2 separate regions of the Mus musculus genome follow, and region 2 is linked to region 1. The links are chromatin contacts, called in public HiChIP or PLAC-seq maps. All regions are on one chromosome and are shown on one strand. The core of a region is the stretch at or near the end of the contact, and the rest is flanking DNA. Distances in the headings are between cores, read along the strand shown. Region 1 has its middle 14 kb from the start of Gm35610. Region 2 holds the start of 1700039E22Rik (RIKEN cDNA 1700039E22 gene).

Region 1 (6,486 bases), core at 1,477-3,976:
TAAGAACACATCCTGGAGAGAGGAGGAAATGGAAGAGAAGGGGATCTTCCCCAGGAGCCTGAGCACACTCCTTAGTGAGCTAGGACCAGGCTAATTTACAAGGATTATCTAAAAGTGGGAAGGATCCCTGACCCGTTTTCTGTCTTCATCCCTCCCCTGAGTCCCTCCCTGCCTCCACAGCACCTCAGTTTGAAAAACACAGGGGCAGTCCAGCTGCCCGGGTGAGCCCACCTGGCTAGGCCACAATTACTTCCCTTCAAACACAGAAGGACCACGGCAGGATGATGCCCGTTAGGGTAGATCGTTTAGTACTACCACAGGGCTGCTGCCCCAGCTAGCACGGTGGACCGTATCCTTTTTCTGTGTAGGTTCACCTTGACCTGTGAAGAGCTTGAGCCAGGGCAGGGAAGGGATCACCCTGACCAGAGGTGGAAACCTTAGATGAAAATGAGGAGAGTCACACGCCCAGATCGCCAGGAAGGACAGGGTGAGGGCTGGCCGCCCGAGGGGTTGTTGGCCAGCCAAGTCGTGCTGGGGGAGCCGGGAGCTGGGTGGGCGGGGTAGGGCGGGCGCCACCAGGCGTGGCGCAGGGAACAGAGCAGAATGAAATGCAGATGCAAAACGTGCTCGTAAGAGTTTCCTCTCTCTCTCCATCTGCCAAAGCCGAGATTTTAATCTTTAATCCATGAGCAATCAGCGAGCAGCGGCGAATGGCACATTACAGATGTTTTACTGTCGCGGGCGTTCGCAGCTTCCGTGCTCTGCACAGGCGCGGAGCGCGGGCGCCTCTAACCTTCCCCCCTCCTCTCCTTCCTTCCTCCCCAACCCCACTTAACAATACCCCCCCCCCCCAACCTGCACTCTGCAGGCTGGTTAATAAAGGAAGAGCCGGGAAGCGGGGCCTTTTAACCCTTTCCTACAAGAACTGGGGATTCTGTTCCTGGGGCTACACTGGTGGCACAGGCATGGGCTGCATAAAGGGCCGGATACCATTTATATCTCGCAAGCCGGGTTTTCTTGGTTGAGGGTCATGAAGCCAAGGACGTTGAGTGTCCTGACAGGGAAGTCTTTTCACTTTCCACACCCTTCCAGAACCCAGCATACCGGGCCCACTGGCAGCTCCTGCTATTAGCGCTCCAGATGTTCGGCTGAGCTGAGACTCTGCTTTCCAGATGTTGGGCACCTCTGTTCTCACGCGTGGGACCACCATCCCTTCTGCATGATGAAGGAGGAGAATGTTGTTGTGGTCAGATCTGGGAAGGGAGTCTTGAAGAGCAGCTGATTCAAACCTCACTTGGGAGGGGGCTCCACTCTCTATAATGGAGGTGTGTGTGTGTGTGTGTGTGTGTGTGTGTGTGTGTGTGTGTGTGTGTGTGTTATGCATAGGTCACGGTGACAGGAAAACCAGGACTATTACTCTGAAGCTGCAATCAGGTCCAAGGAATAAATGATGCAGCCCAGGGATCCCTGGCAGTGATCCTAGTTTCTAGAGATATGTTTGTATAATTTTTATGTATTTGTCGCATCGACTAGTCTTGCAAACTCCGAGAGGTCTATCATTGTCTTCGCAGGGTCTAGAATAGGGCCTAGCACATAGTAGATACTTAATAAATGTTTGTTAAAAACACACACACACACACACACACACACCAAAACTCCTGTAAGTCTTGGGTCATGCTTTCTTGGGCCATTACCAAAGAAGTCAGTTCATTCACCTCAGAACAAAAGCATCCGTAGGTAACCTCCCTCCACCAAGACTGCAGCTTAACTGCAGCTTGTCTGCAAGCCTTCAGCTTTTTTCCTACCTCTTTGGTGGATCCTTCCCATTAGACAAGAACTCAGAACGAGAGAGAATGCATCTGAGGAGGGCTTGGAGAGGTGGCCCAGCGCCTAAGACCAGTTTCTGCTTTTGCGGAGGACCTGGGTTCAATTCTCAGCATTGGACATGGTGATTCACCACCATCCATAACTCCAGTTTCAAAGGGACCCAGTGCTCTCTTCTGACCTCAGGTACCAGGTAGTCATGTAGTACACATATATGCATAAATATATATATATTAACAAATCTAATAAGGGAGAGAGAGAGAGAGAGAGAGAGAGAGAGAGAGAGAGAGAGAGACAGGTCTGATAGTACACCAGCGTCCCACTGGCCATCTGCTCTCCCTAGGTCTCTTTGACCTTTCACCCTGAACTCATGGACACCTCTCCCATGTCCACGCCTAAGGCTTCTTCCCCTTGGCATGCCCACAGGCACTTTCTCCTATGGTTCCCAAGGTAGGGGTTTCAAATGTATGCAAGCCCTGTTCCCAAACTGGTCCACGGTTTCACGTCCCAAACCAGGGATCATCCTTTCCCAGGAACTTCCCAATCTCCACACCGAATTTGAATTTTGGGGGTAGGCGTGGGCAGAAAGCAATAATGAGGGAAAGCAGATAAAGCCGGGGAGTGAGGGTGGGAAATGAGATCTAGGATTTCAAAACAAACAAACAAAACACTGGGAGGGGCGGGCAGCTAAAAGAAAGGAGCTGGAGAGCAGAAGGCAGCCATAGACGGAAGCAGAGAGAAACCATTGCTTGGCCCGGGCTGCCGCAGAGAGGCCCACGCAGAGGGGCATCGGCAGATAGAGGATGCCGGGAGAGCGGGGTGCCGGAGGCTCGGCTCGGGCTAGAGGAGAGCCGGGACCCCGGAGGCGCCCTGGCCGGCCGCGGTGGCTGCGAGCCCGCGCTGCCCCAGCCGCCGCCGTCTGTCGCAGGCCGCCCCGAGCCTGGGCCGCGGGGTCCACAGGCGGCCCTGAGAGGCGGCGGCGGCGCGAGGGAAGCCGGGGCGAGAGGCAGCGTAGCCGCGTGTGTGTTTTTATTATTATTATTTCTGATTAAAGAGGAATTCATCTCGTATCTGCCTCCTGCCAGGGGCCGAGGCGCCGCCATTGGGGTTAACGGTGCGGAAGAATACAAAAAAATTTCATTGAGGAGGATTATAAAAGTTACTAGCTGGAACATTAACAGAAGAGTAACTTGTAAAAAATGCAATATTACAATATTCACAAGGACGGCAGAGCGTGGTAAAGCTATAAAATTCAACATTAAAATCTTCCACAGCCTAGATAACCTAGTTAACAAACATGGTATTGGAACTACTTTTCTATTGGGGATGAGGGATACGGTGCCGGGGGCTGATCACACCTCGGCTGAGGGCGGGGTGGGGGCGGGGCGGCCTGGGCTAGCCCCGCCTCTCTCCTACCTCAGCCTCCTTCCCATGAAAATGGGCATAACCAGAACTCTCCTAGGTGGAAAACGCTGGCAGAAAAGCACCTTCAAACGTCGAATGAGTTTGCACGTTTGTGAGGTTTTTTCTTATGTGATGTACTCAGTGAAGAAGAGAGTTCAGGTTGGATTTAGAATTCCTGCATAGGGTGCATACTTCTCTTTAACTGCTGGAAGTATGCATAAAATGTATTTTGAAAGGATTTAATGTGTGATTCAGTGATGTGTTTGTGTGTGTGCATGACTGTGTATGTACTCAAAGTGCACATGGAGAACAACTACATGATATGTGCATGTAAACAGGGTATTCAGGCCAAGGTGATTTGGCATGTACACTGTGTGTTCATATGTATGTGAAATAAGTGACTGTGAGGAACAGATATGTGTATGCACAGTATGTGTGAGTGAGATGTAAGTTTAGACAACATAGGAGCATAGGTATTTATGGAGTACATGTCTGTTCTGTGTGTTCATGTACAATGTGTGTATTTTGGGCAGGCATGGTATAGTTTTCCAAGAAAATATGTTTATATGTGGCACGGTTTCGTGTGCAGGGTACAGACATCAGATGGCATTATGTGGCTTTTAATAGGCGGTATGTTCAAATACTACCAAAAGTATGTTTGCTGTGTTTGCATAATAGGCATGCGTAGACAGTACTTGAGGTATGATACACGAGTGTACAATGCCTGTGTTCAGAGTGTGTGCACCTGAGTGTGATGTGCGTGTATGGGGCTGACTGTGGATGCAAGTGCCCAGATACTTTGTATAGGAGTCTATATCTATGGTGCACTGGTATTTGAGCACATGAATGTACATGCATGAAAGGTGTGTGTGTGTGTGTGTGTGTGTGTGTGTGTGAAACCCATAGACGTGTGAGCTGATAAAGTGTGCACCTGCAGAAACAGAACATTGGTGTCTATCAACCCCTCCAAATGTGATGATCCAAAGCACAGACTCAGGGGACATATCTTGAACTACATGTACTTTCCTGTGTGCTAAGTCTCTATATGACCTTGGGTTCACAGGCTCTAGGTGTCTTAGGGTCACTGTTCACAGTATGGCGACAACACTTATTTCACAGAGTTGTCGTTCTGGTCACATGAGTTAATACTCGCTATGGTGGGAGTAAGAATAGCTGGTGCCCTAAAAATGTTCAAAACAGAGAAGTGTGATTAAGAATCTAGGGGTTAGCTGGGCATGGTGGCTACACACCTTTAATCCCAGCACTTGGGAGGCAGTTGCAAGTGGATCTCTGAGTTCAAGGTCAGCCTGGTCTATAAAGTGAATTTCAGGACAGCCAGGACTACAGAGAGAAACCCTGTCTCAAAAACAAACAAACAAACAAACAAACAAACAAAAGGATTTAGGGCTTGCTGGGAATTGAACTCAGGACCTCTTGAAAAGCAGCCAGTATTCTTTTTTTATTATTATTATTATTATATGTAAGTACACTGTAGCTGTCTTCAGACACACCAGAGGAGGGCATCAGATCTCATTATGGATGGCTATGAGCCACCATGTGGTTGCTGGGATTTGAACTCAGGACCTTCAGAAGAGCAGTCAGTGCTCTTAATCACTGAGCCATCTCTCCAGCCTGCAGCCAGTATTCTTAACAAATAAAAAGATCTAGGGATTAGGAGCAGGAAAGACAACTCAGATTAGCTTCTCTTGCAGAGGACCTAGATCTGGTTCCCAGAACCCACAGGATGGCTCCCAACTGCCTATAACTCTAATTCTAGAGAATCCAATGCCCTCTTCTGGTCTCTTTGGGCACTAGGCCCAGATGTGGTGCAGATATATACACAGGCAACACTCATACACATAAAATTAAAAGGTAGAATTAAAGTTAAGAATCCTGAGATGAATCAATTATCCTGGATTATACAGCACTTGGAAGGCAGAGGCAGATAGATTTTTGTGAGTGTGAGGCCAGCCTGATCTACATATACAGTTCCAGGCCAGCCAGGGTGACATCATCATCATCATCATCTATCCTAGATTATCTGGTTGAGCCTATGCCACCAGAATGATCTTCTCAGAGAAAAACACGCACATTATCAAAGGAGAGCTGAGAACAGAAACATAGGCAGATATGAGGCAGCCATGACCTAGGGGGTGTGGGTGACTTACAAAAGATTCAAACAGGCAAACAAATCCTTCCCCAGGGCCCCGAGAAGAAGTTAAGCCCTGCTAGCACAGTTTCAATTTCAGAACCCCAAAATGTAAGATAATAAATGTGATGTTTAAGATGTTCACAAGTTGGGCTGGAGAGATGGCTTAGCGGCAACTGGAGCTAAGCACTTTCCTGGCTTCCTTAAGCCCTAGGCCCTCCTGTGGCACACAGATATGCACGCAGACAAGACACCCATCCACGTAATAAAATAAAATCTTAAACTGGGTGTGGTGGCGCGCGCCTTTAATCCCAGCACTCGGGAGGCAGAGGCAGATGGAGGCAGAGGCAGATGGATTTCTGAGTTAGAGGCCAGCCTGGTCTACAAAGTGAGTGCCAGGACAGCCAGGGCTACACAGAGAAACCCTGTCTCGAAAAACCAAAAAAAAAAAAAAAAATCTTTTAAAAGATGGTAGCAATTGTTTTTGCAGAAAGAGGAAGTTAGTACACTAATAATGTACCTAGAACGTATCACACATGTCCTAAGTACCTTTAAATGTTTGTAAAATCAATTCTTAAAATACTTGAGGCCCTAGGCAAGGCTGGTATCTACACCTAGCCACCAAACTTGTCTTTTTGGTTTAGTCTGTCTCTGGCTGCCCTTGGGCCCCTGATCTGGATCCTGCCAGAGCCTTTGTTTGGCCAACAGAAGCATGGATGTAGTCAAAGGGGTCTGGAAAGTTCCTTCAATGCCTACCTGCCTGTTCTTCCTTAGTCATGTGCAGGGTGTTGGGATTAATACTAGATGCCTAGTGCAGGAGAAAAGATGGAGAATTGGGGATATTCTACTTTATTTAGTCTTAACCAGGCTTGGCAGAAGGACAAAGGTATTGTGGGTGAACACGCATACAAATATAAGGCTGTCAACTCAACCACCTTCTGGCCAGTGTAACTGGATGGCTTAGCTGATCTCCCTGCCTCAACTTCCCTATCTGTAAAATGGGGTAATTATGGCATCTAATCCAGAAGGTATTTTGAGGACTACTAACTCTTACCTGAGAGACTTGTGGAAGAGACATGTTCTCGGTCGATGCAGACATTTGGCATCGG
Region 2 (6,716 bases), core at 2,610-5,109, 110 kb after region 1:
AGGTGTGCACATAGTGAACTAGGGAGGTATACACAGTGCTATGACGTCCTCCAGCCACACCTTGCTTTCTTGGGGACAGATGGAGGTATAAGGAGCAGAATGGTTGTCTGGTGAGGAAGACAGGGGGATCTGCAGCAGAATCATGGGCCCCAGAAGAGGCTAGGCTCTAGTGTATGGGTGGGGAAGGTAGGAGGGAGCCAATGCTGTCCATGAAGACTGGAGTATGCTAGGAGGGGCAGAGAAGGAAGGGAAGCCTGTCACATGCAGCCATGTTCCAGAAGCAAAGCCTTGGTGCGGCTCTAATGTTGGCTCCCTTTGCCTCCCCCCTCACCCTGCTCCTGGCAAGGAAAGTCCTGCCTCCCATGCCCTGGGCTCTGTGTAATAGAGGCTCTGTATAATAGAGGTCTAGTCTCCAGGGAGGCTGCTGGTAGGGGGAGCAAAATTTTGCTCATTGGAACTTCGTCTGATCTGCTTATCCTCAAAGTTCCTGCTTCACTTCAGAGATGGTTTTCTATCGTGTAAATGCTACAATCATAGCAAAATAGCCCAAGGGTTAGTCCCTTGTCCTCCAGACCTAACGGGCTCAGCATCTACTGTTCCACTCAGAATAAAGAAAGCACCTACCCTCATAGAAGATGGTAATGGGGTATCTTCAAAGCCTGAAGGAAAGACAGGGGTTTGGGAAGAGGAGATGTAGAGGAGAGTAGACATGACAGAGGTCCACCAGAACAATCATAGCTGAGCATCTATAGAGAAAGAATAAAACCAGGTCATCTCCACCCATCTCCATCTGGGTTGAGGCTGTTGGAGATACAGACAAGGGCAAACACACAATGCACAGATACACAATGAGCAATATAAAACAGAGGTGTGCATACACACACACACACACACACACACACACACACACACACACACACACACACACGTAGACATTTGGATCCATATCCAGGCACTCAGGAGTCCGAATGCCTGAGTGCTCATCTCCTTCCTCTCTAAGAGCATCCTCTCCCTAGAGCATCCCAGAGCGAGCTGAGGCAGGCCCCTCTCTTCTAGGCCTCACTCCTTCCCCTTTGTGTTTTTCCAGGTCGTGATATGACGAGCACCACTCTACCTGGTTACCCCCCTCATGTGCCCCCCACTGGCCAGGGAAGCTACCCTACCTCCACCCTGGCAGGAATGGTGCCTGGTAGGTGACAATGCTGTAGATGTCTCATCTGGGTGGGGTTAACTAAATTGTGGGAGAGCTGCTAGTGGACTGTAATCTGTGGCTGGGAGTCGGGGGTTGGGGGGGGGGGGAGAACCAACAAGCCATTGTTCTGCAAACCATTGTCCTTCTATGGCCATAGCTGACTCTTTAGAAGCAATGCAAGGAGGAAGCATACAGAAATGTTCCCTTGTCAACACAGCTTTAGGTTATAGCCCTTCCTCAGCACCCATCCGTCCAAGTCTATGCCTAACTCAGCTAGCTGACACTGCCTGGAAGAGCCTGCCCTGGTTTCCATGGAAACTTGGAACCAAGGACCATTTTCAGGGGCATGGCAGTCATTCAGACAAAGCCATGCTGGTCTACACCAAGCCAGGGGAGGAGACCACTGTGGAGAACCAATCCCAATCTAGAGAGAAGGAAGCTAGTCTCAAAGTGGACAGGAGGGAACCAGAGAGATGTTAGCTTCAGAGAAAAATTAGCTACAACAACTCCACATGTCTTCAGAGGACCCAGGTCCTCTGTGCTCCTCTGAATCTCTAGTGTACCCTTTTGCTGAGAGGCACTGGACTTGGGTTTGGGGTTCAGGAAGCAGCCTGGTGGCTGTCCTCTCTAACCTTCACCCCAAATGAGAGTGGCTTAAAGTCAAAGAGAGTTGAAGTTTGGTGTTGAAACACCAAAATCTCTCACCTTAAGGTGGCTAAGACTCTCCCAGCCTGTAGTCCACTGTCTCTGGAGCCCTTTTGTATGCCCCACTCCTCAAGTTCAACCCTCACTGGTAGAGGGAGAAAGAGAGGACAGAAAGCTGGATTGGCCTTATTCATCAAGGCACGGCCCTGAGTAAGGGTTGAGAAACTGGGGAGCCCGTTACAGCCTGTTAAGAGAATAGGGCTGACTGAGAGAAGTTGGAGGTGCGGATGAAGGGATTGGGGCTCACACTTGGGAGAAGGCAAGTAGAAGCTGTTGGTGGGGGAGCAAGGGATGGCTCTGGAAGAAGATCCCAGCAGTGAGCAGGTGGAGGCTGGAGGAGGTCTTAGGGAGGTGGGGTGGTGGTGGTGAGGAAAGAGTGGGGAGGTGGGGGGTGGGGAGTCTACAGGGAGGTAGGGATGAGGGGAGCCGCAGAGAGCTCATGGTGGCAAGGGGGGAGTCGTTAAACAGAATCTAGTGCTGATGAGGAAATTACACTTGTTTCATTAGCGATGGGGAAGGAGATAGCTCAGTTCCTCTTGGTCACAGTTGAGCTCAGAAGCTCATTATCCTGCTGCACGCATGCTTTCCCTCCTCGTCAATAAACAGGCTTTCCAGTGGCTGCATCCCCCACCCCCACCCAGCTCCTTCTTGGAGTGGGGCCCCTTCTCCTCTACTTAACCCGCGGTTAGGGATCACTGTAAACAGTCTGGGGTCATCACACAGGAGAAAGGGCCAGGGGGGAAACCCATAGGCCTGGCCTTTCTCCTCCTGGAGGGAGGGAGGTAGCTCCCGAAGGCTCCCAACCCACTGTGCCCTCCACTGCTCACTGCTCCTGAGCCTGCGAGCAGTCCAGTGGATTCCCGCAGTTCACTTCCCCAGTTACGTGGCCCTTGTACTGAACCTCAGGAGGGAAAAGTGGGAGGGGTTATTTCCCAGGAGGGCACCACCACTACCACCTGCCTAGCTTTGGCACAGCTCTGAGATGCCATTCTTAGGGCTTTCTGGGACAAAGTGTCCCAGGGGCCTTCCTGCTCCACCTTCCCCCTCTCTCATGCTGTAGAATCCCTAAAGCCAGTGTCCACTGTAAAAGCTCTCAGCTCCCAATTTACTTAAGTGGGAGCAGCCAGACCAAGACCAAACCCTTCCTGGGCAGCGATCTCTTGCAGGAGAGCCCAGGCACAAACCCGCCCACAGATTCCCTCCATGCCTAGGTGTGCAGGGATCTGGCTGCTACTTGTCTATGGTGGCTGTCCCCATGCAGAGCTCGGAGTGTGTGGATTACCTGGCCTCTGGCCTGCTCCCAGGGGCCCTATCCCTGCTTGAAACACCCAAGACTGGGACTAGTGAGGACAGGACAGAAGAGGCCAACTGGACACGTTGAACGCCTCTAATTCCAGTTCCCCGCCCTCCCACAGGGAGCGAGTTCTCAGGCAACCCATACAGCCATCCCCAGTACACCGCCTACAATGAGGCTTGGAGATTCAGCAACCCCGCCTTACTAAGTGAGTACGCCACCTGGCAGGCCGGCGGCTCCCAAGGTCGCCTACCCGCTCGCCAGCTCGGGCGCGCAGGCTGCTTCGGGATACGGATCCCACTCAGGACCACCCCAATTCTGGGTACCCGGATGGGCCAGGGAGACAGGCCCATTAGAGCAGCGCCGGGTCCTGGGGATACCACCAGGACGCCTGCGCCTCCAGCCTCTTCCCTCCCCTACCTCTTGATCACTGGAGGGCTCTTAGCCAACAGTGGCCGTCGGACCCCTTGGGGGATCCGCAGCCGGGTGTCACCTGTCCTGTCCCTCTCCCGCCCTGTGGATGCAGCACTACTCCTGGGCATCTGGCCTCGGGGCCGAGCCACAGTCCTCCAGGCCTGATCCCGCTGGACCCGGGGAGGGCTTTTCTTTGCTTTTCTTTCCTTTTTTGTTCTCCTGTTTGTCCTCTCACCCAGCCCATTCTTCTCCTGTGTTAACTTCCAGGTTCCCCTTATTATTATAGTGCCGCCCCCCGGGGCTCCGCCCCTGCCGCTGCTGCCGCTGCCTATGACCGCCACTAGTTACCGCGGGGACCACATCAAGCTTCAGGCAGACAGCTTCGGCCTCCACATCGTCCCCGTCTGACCGCCCACCCCAGAGGGAGGGAGGACCGAAGCGACGCGCTGCCTCTCGGCCACCGTCCCTGTCCCACCCCCACCTCGAGACATCCTCCCCCAAGCCCCGCAGCCCTTCTCATCACCCTGTCGATGGCCAGACAGGACAGGTGGAGCCGCGGGTGGGACCCTCAGGCCCCAGCCCCGCCCGTCGCCCCTCCCCGCCTGCCTGGACCGCGGCGCCGTCCGGAAGCCCGCCCGCCTCTGGCCCGCGCGCCGTTTCTGTGACACACAATCAGCGTGGCCCACCCAGGGGCAGCCCACTTCGGACGCCCGGGAGTCGGGAGGCTTCGCTGGAGAAGCTGAGCAAGGGAAGCTAAGGAAAGGACTTTGTGCTGAAGGAGGAGCCGCCGGGGAGACCCTAGGGGGGAAATCCTGCCCCATCCCCCCTGTGCCTGCCAAGCTGACCCCGCCTTCTGTCTGCGCCCCGCCCCAGACGGTGGCACTGGGACGCAAGGGTCGGACTCGAGGGACAGCGTTTGGGGCGACAGCGTTTTCCAAGGCTGGTACCCAAGGCGAGCAGACGCCAACTGAGCTCATCCACCTGAACTGCCTAGTTCCCTTGGGCCTGCGATCTCCTTCTGCAGTGACTCTCCTCTCGGCCCCGCCTTGCCCTTACGTCAGCGCCTCTTCCACCTGCTGGCCTCTCACTTTTCCCTCCTGTGCTTCCTCGGCTCATCCCACGACACCTTGTGTTTGGTCCCAAGCACGCAGCCACGTCGGGGCCACCGCGGGAACCGTGTCCTCAGGCTGCGGCTGCGAGCATTGATCTTTTCCCATCAGTAATGCGCTGCCCACCCCCACCCTCCCATCCCAAACTCCCAACCTGCGGGCGCAAAAAGCCTGGAAGGAACTGACGACCGAGCCGCCCCAGATGAAAATCCGGGTCTCCCCGCCCCATTCCCCCCAAGCACCCCCTCCCCAGCCTTCCCTTGGGCAGGAGCTGAACAGAGCCTCAAAAAAAAAAAAAAGTCTACACTTATTTAATATGATGATGGTCTTTGCAAAAATGAACAAACAAAAACCCAACAGGCTGCTTTATAGAAAGACGGTGTGTGCTGTCGAGGCGAACCTCTCTCTGTACATAGCCCCTCCCTCTCTGCCCCGCCCCTCCGGGTACCATAGAGTCCCTGTCCTCCCGCCCCCCCCCCGCCCCCCTGCCTGTAGATACACCCTTCTGTCCGTGCTGTGAGAGTCGCCGCTCGCTGGGGGGAGGGAGGGGGGACACAGCTACATGCCCACTAAAGCACAGCACGTCCTGGGGGAGGGGGGCATTTTTTTACGTTACAAAAAAAAATTATGAAAGAAATCTCTATGCAAAATGACGAACATGGTCCCGTGGACACCTCTCGCCTGTTTTGTTGACTGTTTCTCTGTAATTCCGTGTTCATCGCCCTGCATCTCTCCCACTTCATCTCCCTTTTCTCTGCTACTCTCGACCCCTCTGTGTCTCTTTCTCTTCTTCACTTGTCTCTGTCTCGGTCCGTTCTGCCCCAGGCCTCCAAGGCTACATCTAAGATGGCAGAACCAACCTCGGGGCTTGGCCCCTTGTGGCCATGCCCCACGTGCCCGACCAGGCCACCCTGCCCCACCCCACCCTGTAGTTGCTCTCTCGGTAGCGGCGATGCTCCCTGCATGTCTCCTCAACCGTGGATCGTGACGACCCGAAATAACAGAAACAAAGTAAATAAAAGTGAAAAAAAAATAAGTAAATAAATAAATAAATAAAAATCCTTGAACAAATCCGAAAAGGCTTGGAGTCCTAGCCCAGAGTGCGCTTTCCTTCGAGCCATTTTATTTGAAAAGGAAAGCGAGAAAAGTGAACAATCTAAGGGAACTGCCGGCGCCCGACCGTGCTCCAGTGGCTGGAGCTGGATGGCGAGGGCAACGAGGTCCCAGCTTCGAGGCCCAGCCTGACCCAGTCTTGTGTGGAGCTGGCCGCGCTCCAGGAGTGCGGAATCCAGGAGAAGGCTTAGCCTTCCACAAGTCCCGGCTCCTCCGCCACTTTCAACGTGTCGGTTCGTTTTGATTATTTTTCCTTTCTTTCTCTCTTTCCTTCTTTCTTTTTTCTTTCTTTCTCTTTTCTTTCTTTTTTTGTGCACATGATAAATAATAATAAAAATAATAATAAAATTTTGTATGTCACTCCCCATGGCTCCAGGTTTGTCTCTCCCTGCCTCTGGAATAGGTCTGTCCTCGCACTGGTAAACCCTCGATAAGTCAAGGATCCAGCTCCGTTTCCACTGCGACCTCCTCTAAATTCTTGACCTAAGCTCCCCTGGACTGAAGCTGAACTCTGACAACAGTCCGGAGAAGGCTGTCCCTCAGCGCTACCTTCCCCTCCCCCACCCACCCAGGCCTTGGGCCAAAAAGTTTTGGCTTTCTGGAACTTCAGAGTAACTTTGACACTGCCCTTCTTTACCAAGTCAGCCTTGCCTTGCTGCTAGTGTCCTGTGACCACACTTAGAGGGGCAGGTTCCCCGAATGAGCAAAGTCTGGGGCCCTCTCTCCATGAGTGGTGGTTGCCTGCGGTCCTGTCTTCTCTTGGCTCCCAACGTGGATTCAGCTGCTCACTGGCACATTCATAACTGCGTCCTGTGTGCCCTAAGAGACCATAGAGGTTCTTTTTCAGCATTTATTTCTAGACCCTAAGAGCCGGCTCATGGGGCCTTGT

The links. HiChIP or PLAC-seq counts read pairs in DNA pulled down with a chosen protein or histone mark.
Region 2: an H3K4me3 HiChIP or PLAC-seq map of embryonic stem cells shows a contact between it and region 1, with 31 read pairs. The contact joins the promoter of 1700039E22Rik here to the enhancer-like site in region 1. A contact is called at or near these places in 3 of 39 promoter capture datasets (embryonic stem cells, hippocampal neurons and liver), 1 of 484 Hi-C or Micro-C datasets (stem cell-derived neural progenitor cells) and 5 of 115 datasets of contacts at active chromatin or transcription factors (craniofacial prominence, embryonic stem cells, forebrain and 1 more).

What each region holds. Positions count from the first base shown.
Region 1 is chr19:44,723,530-44,730,015 of GRCm38.p6, forward strand. No RefSeq gene overlaps it. Among named protein-coding and RNA genes, the nearest start is that of Gm35610, 14 kb to the right of the region's middle. Within about 2 kb of position 2,727, at least 87 of the 459 cell types and tissues checked have an H3K27ac peak or open chromatin away from gene starts, as enhancers often do. A contact at or near this core is called in embryonic stem cells, forebrain and stem cell-derived neural progenitor cells, where this site is marked.
Region 2 is chr19:44,832,079-44,838,794 of GRCm38.p6, forward strand. It overlaps 1700039E22Rik (RIKEN cDNA 1700039E22 gene), which reads right to left and starts at 3,860. Exons shown (of 3, transcript NR_045315.1): 1 at 3,413-3,860; 2 at 625-746. Pax2 (paired box 2) reads left to right here. Exons shown (of 10, transcript NM_001368747.1): 8 at 1,088-1,189; 9 at 3,313-3,399; 10 at 3,892-6,191. The coding sequence ends at 4,013.